2 separate regions of the Ovis aries genome follow, and region 1 is linked to region 2. The links are chromatin contacts, called in public Hi-C maps. All regions are on one chromosome and are shown on one strand. Each heading gives the region's core, a stretch centred on a gene start, on an enhancer-like site or on the middle of the called end of the contact. The rest is flanking DNA. Distances are from core to core; before and after follow the strand shown.

Region 1 (5,738 bases), core at 1,597-4,096, 35 kb after region 2:
GGAGGTGGGGACTGGGCCGGGGCTCTGGGTTCAAAGGGCACAGTGGGAAACCTCAGAGCTGTTACCTGGGTGACAGGTGGGGGTGTGCTGGGGGTGGGGGGGTGCAGAGCAGAGTTCCGGCCCCAGAGGCAGCCGGCTGCTATGGGGTGGGCCAAAAGGAGGCCTCACTGAAACCAAACTGTACCCCTCACCTTGGGTCATCTTGCCCCCACCCCCCATCCTGCCAAAAAGCACAGTTTAAAAAAGCACATCTTCCAGTTTCATAAACAGCCTTTGGACTTGGCCTTAGCTCCAAATTTCTACAAGCCTTTGGCCCTCCAGTCAGTCCCTGGCCTCAGAGCTGTCTGTCCTTCACCCGGGCACCCCCTGTGCGTCCATGCCCCTCCCCTCTCTCAAGCCCACTCTGAACTCAGAGCTCCCTCTGTCCTTTCTCCCCCTGCCTTCTGGTCCATTGGAGAGGTTTGAGACTTGGGGGAGGTGGGCCCAGGGCAAAGACTGGATAGGAGCGGATGGGAGGGGGGTAGGTCAGTGCCTCCAGCCTCTGCTTATTGGGTCCCCTGCTTGTTGGAACGCTGACGGATTCTAGGCCACGGTCCCCCCCACATCCCCTTGTCCTTGACAACCCCACCCCCCACTAGTCTGGATTGTCTATTGTTACTCCTTTTACGTCTTGGAAAAAGTTAGCACAACAAAGGGCTCCTTTGTCGCTCACCCCTCTGCCTCCTGGCCTCACCCAGGCCCCCCAACCCTGCTCCCCCACAGCAGCTGTTCTCAGGCCTCTCGCCTGTCTGATTTGCTTGTCTGGCCTCCGGGAGAGTGAGGTGGGGGAAAACCAGGCCAGGACAGTTCGATTTGGGGTGAGGAGCAGAGTAGTGGGGGAGGGTCAGCAGAGGCTGGATCTCTGGGGGTGTTCTGTGAGCATCCACTGACCCTTTGCTGCAGGCTGCTCTACGGGCAGGGACAGGGACGCAGGGCCATAGCAGTGCTGGTCAGCGGGCTGACCAGGGAAGTGGTGCCCGGGCCCAACTAAGAGCCAGGAAAGCCTTGCCAAGGTTGTTGGCCTGGTTCCCTGTCATCGGCCGCCTGGCAGTCTCTGGTTGTGTCTGCAGGTAAGGGGGGAGGGTGGTAGCCTGCAGCTTGCCAGCCCCCCATCTGAGTGCTGCTTTTCTCTGTGCTTGGATTTTGGGGCCACATGAGCCATGTGAGATGCTATGAGGTGCTTGGGCTGGAACTCTGGGCCCTGCTGAATTCCAGAACCTCGTGTGCTGGGGTTTGGGGTGAGGCTAGGTAGGAGTCTGGGGTGTGGGAGGAGGTAGGGATCTATCTACTTAGGGAGGCATCCTTGGCCCTGGACCAGTGGACTTGGCAAAGGCCTCAGGAGGCTGCCACTGGCCCCTTGGGAATCTGGGGGTGGCCGGGTCACAGTTCCCATCCAGTACAGTGCACCCGGAGCTGCCCTTGCTTGAGGCACAGACAGCCCCCACCTAGCCCAGCCCTGTTCTGCCTAGGTGATGGGCATGGGGCCAGGCACTGGGGAGGATTCCGCTAGTGGGGGCTGCCCCTGCTGGCGGGGTCACCCTCCTGGCTGCCCTCTTGGAGCTGAATAACAAGAGGGGAGGGGGACAGTAACCCGGACATACTATGGACTCTATGGCCAGACAGACAGAGCATTGATGGGAACAGACCCCCTTTGTCATGCTTTCCCCCCAGCCAGGGTGCACTCAGAGCCATGGGCTTCCGGGACCCACAGGGACTCTTCCCCCGTCTCCACGGGGTCCCCCTGCTTCTCTGAGGGAGTCCCTGCCTGCTGTGCCCCAGTGTTCCTGACTCTGCACCAGGCCTTGGGTCCCTGGCCAGGGGTCGCTTGGGCGGAGGAGGGGCTGTCGCTGCTGGTAGTGGGGGTGGAGAGGGGAGCGGAAGCAGAGGGGTAGGGGAGTGGCCAACTTTGAATATCCTGTTGACCCCAGTTTCCTCTGCCCCCAGCTTCTGTCCTGGCCCCTCCCTCCTTCAGGCCTTAACCCCTTCCTCACCTGGGGGAGGTGGGACTGGGTGTGGGGGGGTGGCCAGGGCTGTGGACCCAGGCTGACACCTACACCTGGCCACCCAGTATAGTCACATCCACCTACTAATCTGATGGTTTATTATGTGATGTTTCTGGTTTTGAAGGTGGGGTCCTGGGAAAGTAGGCAGGACTGATGGGGTGCTGGAGGCGTCATTGGCAGTCTGGCTGGGGGGAGTGCCAACTTTCCCAAGACTGCCCCTGCCCCAGGTTGACATCTGGCAGCCCTGGGGCAGCTGGGAGAGGCTCCTGGATGAGACCTGGAGGCCAGGTGTGCGCCATGCTGAGGGTGGTGGCCTGGTTCTCTAACCGCCCTTCTGTTTCTAGCCATCGAGACCCAGAGCAGCAGTTCCGAAGAGATCGTGCCCAGCCCCCCCTCGCCGCCTCCCCTCCCCCGCATCTACAAGCCTTGCTTTGTCTGTCAAGACAAATCCTCAGGCTACCACTATGGGGTCAGCGCCTGTGAGGGTTGCAAGGTGAGTCCAGGGGGTCGTGGGGAAGGACAGTCCTGATTAGATAAGTGGGATGTTCCCATTGCCGGGTCTGGGGACTGTACTGGTAGTGGTGAATGTGGGGGTATCCCTAAAGCTGCTGCTCTAACTTCTGTGCGGAAGGTGGCAGCAGCCTTGGAGTAGAGGAAGCCTTCAGCAGGACCTCCTTACCATAGATGAGCAGGGGTCTCCCAAACCGGAGGTCCTCCTCCAGCCCTGACTCTGCCCCCAGCATCTCCATCCTCCAGCTGGCAGGGCTCACACCCGCTCTGCTCCCGCTGCCCGCGTTGCCATGGTGAACTGGCTGCCGACTGGCTCTTGGCTGGGGACCCAGGAGGCCTGCCCCTGGTGGCCTGCCCGCACCTCACCATGGCAGCCTGGCAGGAGGCCGTCAGGAGCAGGCGCCTTGCCTTGGCCTCTCCTTCAGGTGCCCGGGCTGGGGCTCCCCAGCGTCTGGCCGGATTTCCATGTGCCCACGTTAGGCTCCAGGGTGCAGACGGGACTGCCACCTTTCCGGAAGCTGTGGGCATGACCTTCCCGCTTCCTCTCCCCAGGGCTTGAGTCTCTGTATACCTGTTTCTTCCCCAGGGATTGGGGATCAGAAGCTGCACAGCTTTGGGGCTTGGGGCCCTACGGCTCCCTCTCAGTGTGGAGTGGCCACTAGGTGTGGGGCAGAGGTCAAGGGCAAAAAGCACAAGGCCTTGGACTCTGTCTGTCTGTCCGGTCCAGACCAGCTGTTCGTGGTCTGCCCTGGTCAGGCATCTGTCCATCTCTCTGTTAGCCCACATGGGCAGCCTCTGACCAACCTAGTCACCCTGTGATCTGTGCTCATCTGCCTGGTTAGTGAACATGTGTATTGCCGCCTTGCCTGTGAGCACTCATGTCTCCACCTGTCAGGCCAGGCCAGCCTGTGTGTGTATCTCTCTGGCCCCTCCTGCTTGTCTTCTTTTCTTGCACTCCGAGCCCAGGGCTGTGGGTTCTAGAGCTCTGTCTCCCATCTAGCCCCGTCTGCCCCTTTTCCTGACCCACCAGCAGCCTGTGGTCCCCTTCCCCAGGGTGAGGAAGCCAGGTCTATGTGCGCAGGGTGGGGGAAGCCCCCTCCCCATCCCAGTGTGGAGGCAGCAGATGCTCAGATTCTTCCCGGGGTATCCTTGTAGGTGTACCCTTCTCCCCGTCTTATCTGGCCTTCTCGGGTAGGGGATGGCCAAAGGCTTGGGGACAGTAGTCGCCTGACCCTCAGCCCTCGAACTGAGGCTATAGGCCAGCACTGCTCGACTGTGGGTGTGGCTGACCTGACGCCCTGCTCTCTATACCCAGGGCTTCTTCCGCCGCAGCATCCAGAAGAACATGGTGTACACGTGTCACCGGGACAAGAACTGCATCATCAACAAGGTGACCCGGAACCGTTGCCAGTACTGTCGGCTGCAGAAGTGCTTCGAAGTGGGCATGTCCAAGGAGTGTGAGTGCCACTGACGGGGCTGTGCCGCGCACCGGGCAGGGTGTGAGCTCCTGGCCCCTAAAGCCAGAGGAGCAGGGGCATGTGGATGAGCGTGTGGGTGTAAATGGACCTTACCGTGATGCGGTGCCTTGGCTCATGGTTGAGGACAGTTCATGTATAGCTGCACGGACCTGTCTGTCTCACCATCTGTGTGTCCATGGGCGGACAGCCCTTCCTGTTCGTGTGAGGCGGGCTGTGTGGGCTTGCTCACGTGTGTGCACGTGTCTGCCCCTGCCAGCTTGCTTCCAGGCTCTGACTGGCTTTGGGGCTGGGCTCGGAAGCATCCCGGAGTCCCCCCATCCCAATCGTGCATCTGAGGACAGGGGTGCTGCTGGGTATTTGTGTGCATGTGTTGGGGTTGCTGCAGGCACCGGGATCTAAGAGCCTTTGTCTCGTGGAGCCTGGGACCTGGAGTTGGAGGAGCGAATTGGGACTTCTCTAGTCCCAGAGGAATGGGGGTTTCCAGTTTGGGCTCAGCTGAGGCCCGATGGAGGGAAAGAAGGAGGGCTGGACAGGGAGACCCTCTTGTGTTGAATCATGGGTGTTGCCTTGGTGACCGGTGATTGATGATGTCAGAGATAAATGACGCTGACAGACGCCTCCTTGTCTGCGTGGCCGTTGCCATGGAGCCCGAGCCTTGGGGGAAGGGGTGGGGGAGGGGGCTGCAGGACCCTCTAGCCCTTTGTGGGCAGGGCAGTGGAAGAAGGAAGTGGGGAGGGGACATGGTTGGGGGACAGGAGCAGAGGGACCCTGAAGTACCCGGCCACCTCCTGCCTCAGGAGGAAAGGGCTGTGTTGTTCTGCAGCATAGGAAGTGGTGGCTCCACGCTGCAGAGCGGGAGACAACTTGGGACCTGCAGACCTGGGACCCTTCTCTGCAGGCCCAGCACCTCCTCCTCCTCTGCTTCTGCCACCTTCGGATCCCAGAGCTTTTCATGGCAGGGGGACCAGGGTGGGGCCCCCTGTCCCTCCCACTGCCAACTCCCCCTTCCCCTCCCTCCACCTCCTCCCTGGCTGCTCTGTGCCCCGGAGCTGAGCAGCTGCCATTTCAATAGAATTAAAGCTTCCGAATGATAAACGTCTTGTCACAGCTGCAATTTTCTCTTCCCAAATTATCCCCCCTCTCTCTCTCTCCCGCTCCCTTCTCTCCCTTGCACTTTATTGAATTTGCAGAATCGACATGAGTGATCTCCAAATTATGCCAGCTCCCCCCCCACCCTGCTACCCCCTCCCTGGGTCCCCCACCCCCCACCCTCTCTTCCTCCAGCGTCAGCAGCCGCCACCACTGGCCCCGTGAGTGATTGTGTGTCTGGGATAATCGGCTGGTAACGACCCCATCGCTTCTTTAAAGCCGAGTGGTGTGTGCGGCTCAGCGCCCCCGGCGATTTGTCAGCTCCCCCGGCTAATGGGCCGAGAGAGTCTCCCACCCGGCCCCCTACTCTCAGGCTGGGGAGCCCTACTCCGTGTCTGCCCGCCCAGGGAGCTGCTCTGAGCCCATCCCGAGCACTGCCAGGAGGGCCGGGGGCAGGGAGGCTGGGAGCACAGACCTGGGACACCTGCACACGGGCTTTCACCCTGGAGAGTGAGCTGGAGCAGACGCCCGGAGAGCGAGCTGGTCTGGGGCACGCATGCTGTGGTCACAGGCCCTGGGGCAGGCCTCAGCGTGAGGGCCGGGTGGGCACCGCAGCGGG
Region 2 (5,869 bases), core at 1,784-4,283:
CTCCCAGGAGCCCCTGCCTTTGAGGCAGAGTCCCACCTACTAGCTGGGAGGAGGGGGTGTCTGTCTGGCTGTTACCTAGTGTCCCCAGAGATGGGCCAGAAGCTGCGCAGCCTCTAGTTGGCAAGGGGTTAGGGAGGAGCCCAACTTTGGTGTCCTGTTTTAACTTTTGAGGAAAAGGTGTGATCTCAGGTTCCTCCTGAAAAGATCAGGTGCCCTCCGAGACCTTTTAAGTTACGCACAGCAGCAGGTCTCCGCCTTAGAAGGGGTAGGTCTGCAGGGGGAGAAGCTGTGCCTTCTGGCCTCCCCTTGGTTTTCAACCCCGGCCCCAGGCCCCCAGTAGAAGCTAATTGGGTGCGAGGGGCCTGGGTAAAGGCTGTCTGAAGCCTGGCAAAAGGAGGGAGCCAGCTCCTTTTTTAAAAAGCTCTAATTGAGTTCTGAATCAGCCTCGCTGCCTTTGATCCCGCCTCTGTTTCCCACACTGCCTGAAAGAGCTTCATCAGCACTTTACAACAAGGGTGCGCCTGCTCCCCACACCCGCCCCCCCCTCCTGATGCTCTCTGCCGCCCGCCATCCACTGCTTGTCTCCTTCAGTTAAGATAATGAAGATGCTGAGAGATAAAATGTGTATTTAATAAGGGTGGGGGTAGGGAGGCGGAAAGGGGCAGCCAGGGCCTTCCCTAGTTTGGGGCCCAGCCAAAACCGGGCTGGAAGCAAAGCTAGAGTAAGACTTGGCCCCAGGGTGTGGGGGTTTCTGGGCCTAGATCCAGTTGACTTCACTGCCTGCTGTTTGCCCTAAATTCCCCCACCTCCACCCTCTCACCCCCACACTCCTTTCTTTCCTCTCTGCTCACTCCCAGTGGGAAAAGCGAGTCTTGCTTCGACCTTATTTTCAGCTGGTAGCTTGGCCTACAGTACGGTGCCCCCTACCCCAGAGTCAGCAGCGAGGTCGGGCTAGGGCAGCCCCTCCAGCCTGGGCCTGTAGAAGCTGTGGGTTCACAGTGGGGGGTGAAAAAGAGCTGGAGTTAATGAAGACCGGCTGTAGTCTGGGTTCTGCCCACACTTAGCTGCGGGCCAGCCTTTGGTGGTGGTAAGAAGGATGAGGGTACGTGACCTCCATCCCTGGGCACAAGGATATCCTGTGGCAGCTGAGGCTGGCTCTGCTCTCTGAGCGTGGCTTTATCCTTAGGTTGTAAGAGAGTCGTCTGTTTCCCTCTTCCCCTGCTCCTCCCCTCCCCACTGACACTCAGCCCTTATTGAGCTTTATAACTGTAGTGGTGGCCCAGCTGAGATCTGAAGATCTCCAAGCTCTTCTGTAAACACTCATTAACTGCCTGGGAAGAACCCAGAGCCCTGGTTAACAGCTGGGAGAGAACTGAGGCACATTAGGGTGAAAGGCTTGACCTGAGCTCACCCCACCGGCTCCACCCTGGGGCCCTCCAAACCTGCCATCCAGCTCCTCTCCCCAGTTCCTGCCAGACTGACGCAGGGGTGGAGGCACTGCTGCCACCCTCTCCCCCTTCTAGGAAGAGGCCGTGCCCTCTCCCTTCCATGACTCTGTCCCTGACTTCCCCTGGCCCTTCACCCTGTGACGTTTCCCCTGCTTTGCTGCTGGAGGTGCTTGCAAAATGTTTACCAGGCCCTCTTCGGCCTTCCCTCCACATTTCCTGGCCCACCTTGCCCCCCAACCCTGAGTTCTCCCTTTGAGAGTTTGGACTATTCTAAACTGGGTCTGTAACCTTGAAGTTGCGGGCTTCCCTGGTGGCTCAGCGGTAAAGAATCCACCTGCCAAAATACAGGATTTGACCCCTGGGTCAGGAAGGTTCCCTGGAGAAGAAAATGGCAACCCACCTCAGTGCTCTTGCCTGGAGAAGCCCAGGGACAGAGGAGCCTGGTGGGCTACAGTCCATGCGGTCACCAAGAATCGGACATGACTGAGCGACTAGACAACAAAAACCTTGAAGTTGATCTAATGCTGAGGCCCTCTTGCCCCCTATTTATCCTAAATAGTACCTGGGAAAATACTCTCCTTTAACATATTCATTCTGGTAAAGCTTCAGGACCCAACTGAGGGCCAGGTAGGGAGCCCGAGTCGACCCCTAGGTTCTGCATCCCCTTCCTTCACTGACCGCTGCCATTCCTGCCAAAGGGTGTAACCCAAAGACTCCCAGCCCCACCGGCTTATCCTCTCACCTGGCTACGTATGTCTGCACAAGCCAACACACTCCCAGACACACAGGGCTCAGTCTAAGGATATAAAAATGCCAATTTCCAATTGCTACCTAAGTCATACTGCCCTTTCCACTTGCTAGAAATCAGTGTCTTCTTTCCCCTTGGCATGACCTCCTCCTCCTAGGCATTTAGGGGAGACTGTGCTCTGTCTAGGAGGGGGAGAGTAGAAGTGAGCTCCTGTCCAAAGTGACCACCCCCCTTCCCCAGATCCCAGGCTAGTTGGGAGTGGTGAGAAAAGCCATCATAACCCCACCTTCAGTCCCAAAGCTCAAATCCATCCGTTCAGGCCAGGCAGAGGCAATGTTTTCTTTAATTCTGTCCCATAATATCCTCAACTAAAATCTCCCATGTGCTGTGTATTTGACACCGGGGACTGTGGCTGTCCCCAGCCCATGACTCAGACCTCGTCTTTCACCAGTGAGTTCTTTCTTCCCCATCGATTTCAGCTCTGCACCCGCTGACCCAGTCACGGCTGGTGGAAGAGGGCGGGGAGAGTTTGGAGAGTGGGCTTTAGGACCCAACGGGAACCTGTGCCTCTTGCAGCAGCCTAACCCAGAAGCAGGGGGGAATCCTGAATCGAGCTGAGAGGGCTTCCCCGGTTCTCCTGGGAACCCCATCGCCCCCCGCCGGCACGTACCTGAGCAGGTAGGACCTCGAACACCCCTTCCCAATTCTGCCTCGGCCGCCTTCCGCCCGGCCTCTCCGCTTCTCATCTGACCGTTTCCCTCTCGGCAGTTCAGGCTTTCCCCATCTCTCCTCCCCCACGGCTCGCTGTAGTCCAGGGAGGTGGGGGCCTGGGAGCTCGGAGCCCCTGCGCCCTCCGGCGTCCTTGCTGCACGCCCCTCAGGCATTCCCGTTCTCCGCCTAAGAATGGAAAGTGGGGGTAAGGTCTGCCCGGGCGCCAGACCCCGCACCCTCCTTTGCAGTGTTTCCTAATCCCCCTTCCCCCACCTCACCTCGAGGGGAGAACTGGCACGCTAAGGTGACCGGGAGCGGGACCGGGAGACCGCTGGGGAAGCCAAGACTCCCTGGGGATTTCTCTCTTGCTTCCTCTCTGCCCTCCCTCCCCGCCCCTGAGAGCCCAGGACTTTGCCCCCCACTCCCTACTCTCCTTGTAGAACCAGTCTCCCCTTCCAGGCTCAAGGCACGTTGGAGTGGCCAAAGGCTGTGTGGGAGGGTGGTGGAGATTGTGAGCTTTTTGGGGGGGGTGGGGGTGACCTTTCCCTGGGGTGGGGGGAAGTTCTTTCAGGTTAGAGCCCTTCCCATCCTTGCCAACACCTCAACACCTATGGAAAAGCGGCCCCCCACACACCCACTCCGTGTGTGTGTGTGTGTGTGTGTGTGTAGACCATATGGTTGTAAGATCTATAAGCTTGGGATAGGGGTGGCTATATGCATGGAAGGGGAGAGATCCCAGAGTGCGGCCCAGGCCAGAATAGAATCAGCCCAGATGGCTGGGGAAGGGGGTGTGGACCAAATCAGGGAGGCCACCCAGCCATGCCAGCTCCCTGGGCTCCTTGGCTTTCAGAGCTCGAGCTCCTGGTGTTGCCCTGAAGCTTCTGCCCTCCTGCAGGCTCTCTGGGAGAGGGGTGGATGATACCTGGTGTTTTCGTGACTCGTTTGTCCCTCTCCTGGGGGGCTGACAGGCCTTGTTCTCTGAAGATCTTGGGCATCCCATTCTGGTTTGGTGGGTCGGCAAGAGGGGTGTATGACTTGTCTGAGTAACCGTGTGTGTAAGTGTGTGTATTGCCTCTGGGTGTAGCAGACTGGGCTGAGGAGCCATGGAAGGGACAGGTCACACTTTGAGGGAACCCCTCTAGCTCTCTGTGTGGTGGGTGGGTGGCGCACCCCTATCTGGTCACTCTGTCTAGGTGTAGGGTATGTTCTGTATTCCTCCATGATCCCCCAGATCCCCTAAGGGGTGCTTTTGGAGGAAAATGTGGATAATGGAGCGACTTCAGACTCAGTTTTGCTCTTGACCAAGGAAGGAAAGTAAATTCTGCTTGTGAGCAGTGGACTGAGAGTCAAGCCTGAATTTGAGACTCAGCTCGCTTATTTGACTACGTGCATTTATGCAGGTCTCTAAGCCTCTAGTTTCTTAATTTATAAAATTGGCTATTAGTAACAAGCCCAGCTTGCCTGATAGGGATGCAGCCATAAAGACCTCATAAGACGATGTATCCTACAGCCCAGTACAAACGGTAGTGGGTGGGGGTGTGGCGGGGTGGGGGGGCGGGGATGTGCTCCAGCATGGGATTCTTTTTCTAATCTAGGTCATCTCTCTGCCTTCAGTTTCCTCCCCCCATCCTTGCCCATCTCTGGGATGGAGGAACCAGGTTGTTGCCCTAGGGGCTGCAGAGTTCCCCTAATGCGGGTCATAGCTGGCTATCAGCTCTCTGGTCCTCTGGGGCTCCACACCTTCTCCCCTGAGCCCCGTCTCCACCTTCCTCCTGCCATTCCTGCTCAGCGTCCTTGTCCCTGTCTCTCCCCTGCCCAGTGGCCTCCTTGTCCGGCTCACTGGGCAAGAGCCCTAATCGGATTCGACAGCTGAGATATGTGTGGCGGCCGAGAGCAGGCGGGAGGGAAGCCAGTGGGAGGATGGTATGAGGGCTGCCCCTGGCACTGCCCAGGCCTCCCAGGCACCACCTTGGGCCTGCTGACTCCTGACTTGGCTGGGCCCCAGGGGAGGGGTGCCAGGGGAAGCTCAGGAACGAACAGGCTGAGGTCTGGAGATAAGGGGAGGGGGGAACACACGTAGGCCCCTAGGACCTCCCTGATATTTAGTGCCCTTAATAAGCACTTCGGACTCTGACAGGCTCTGATGGGAGGAGAGGAGAGCAGGTGAGAGCCTGGCTGGCCTGCCCTGCTTCCTGTATCCCTAGGGCTCTGCCTTCTTCTCCCTTCTTGTTCAGAAATGTGTTCACTTCCCCCCTGCAGCCCCTCTGGCCAGTTCCTCCTGGAGGGTCGCCTCTGGGAGCTGCTGGGGGCACTTGTGTCTGCCTCTCTCCAAGCTGTTTCCTCCCCTCCGAGGTATTTCTCTCACTCCCTCCCTGGGCCAGGAGCCAAGACTCCTGGGTTTCCCGCCTGCCTCCTGGTGCAGAGCTGCCCTGCAGGCCTCCAGAGAGTCGCTAAGCTGGTTTCCTTCCTCCTGCGCAGGGAGGGCCTTCTCCCAGGGCTTGGAGGTGTCAGGAGTCCCAGGTAGGATAGGGGTGGAGGCTCTGTAGCCCCTGGCACCCAGCGTCTGGCTCCTCCCTCCCAGCCTCTGACTCAGCTTGGGGGCAGCATATGCCCAGCCTGGCAGGCATGACCTGTTCTTGCCTCCAGGCTTCCATCTTTATGTGTGGGAGCCAAGACCTCTCCTCTAAAGCTTTTTTCCCCATGGCATCTGGGGGTGGCTACCAAAACCCCTCTGTCTGCACCCACACATTTAGGGGAATGGGGGATTAGCATAATTGAGGCTGGGGCACTATTTTGTCTTCCTTCCAGCTGGGCCAGGATGAAGAGAACCAGCACAGAGTTCCCCACACCGATTCCCTCTGCCCTCAAAAGACCAGTCCGTGGAGCCAGGCCCTGCCCTCTCGGTGCCCACAGTGTGGTTGGCACTGATTTGTCAGAAATTGGGAAGGTTTCCCTCCAGACC

Evidence for each region. A called contact is a pair of places that touch in the nucleus more often than the background predicts.
Region 1: a Hi-C map of hypothalamus shows a contact between it and region 2, with 7 times the contacts expected there. The contact joins the enhancer-like site here to the promoter of RARA in region 2. A contact is called at or near these places in 14 of 16 Hi-C or Micro-C datasets (blood, hypothalamus, liver and 6 more).

What each region holds. Positions count from the first base shown.
Region 1 is chr11:40,335,290-40,341,027 of ARS-UI_Ramb_v3.0, forward strand. It overlaps RARA (retinoic acid receptor alpha), which reads left to right. Exons shown (of 9, transcript XM_060395598.1): 3 at 2,387-2,535; 4 at 3,868-4,009. Among named protein-coding and RNA genes, the nearest start is that of GJD3, 16 kb to the right of the region's middle. Within about 2 kb of position 2,847, at least 11 of the 54 cell types and tissues checked have an H3K27ac peak or open chromatin away from gene starts, as enhancers often do. A contact at or near this core is called in hypothalamus and muscle, where this site is marked.
Region 2 is chr11:40,300,141-40,306,009 of ARS-UI_Ramb_v3.0, forward strand. It overlaps RARA (retinoic acid receptor alpha), which reads left to right and starts at 3,034. Exons shown (of 9, transcript XM_060395598.1): 1 at 3,034-3,112. It overlaps LOC121820693 (a long non-coding RNA gene), which reads right to left and starts at 3,389. Exons shown (of 3, transcript XR_009595592.1): 1 at 3,186-3,389; 2 at 2,867-3,093; 3 at 1-2,701.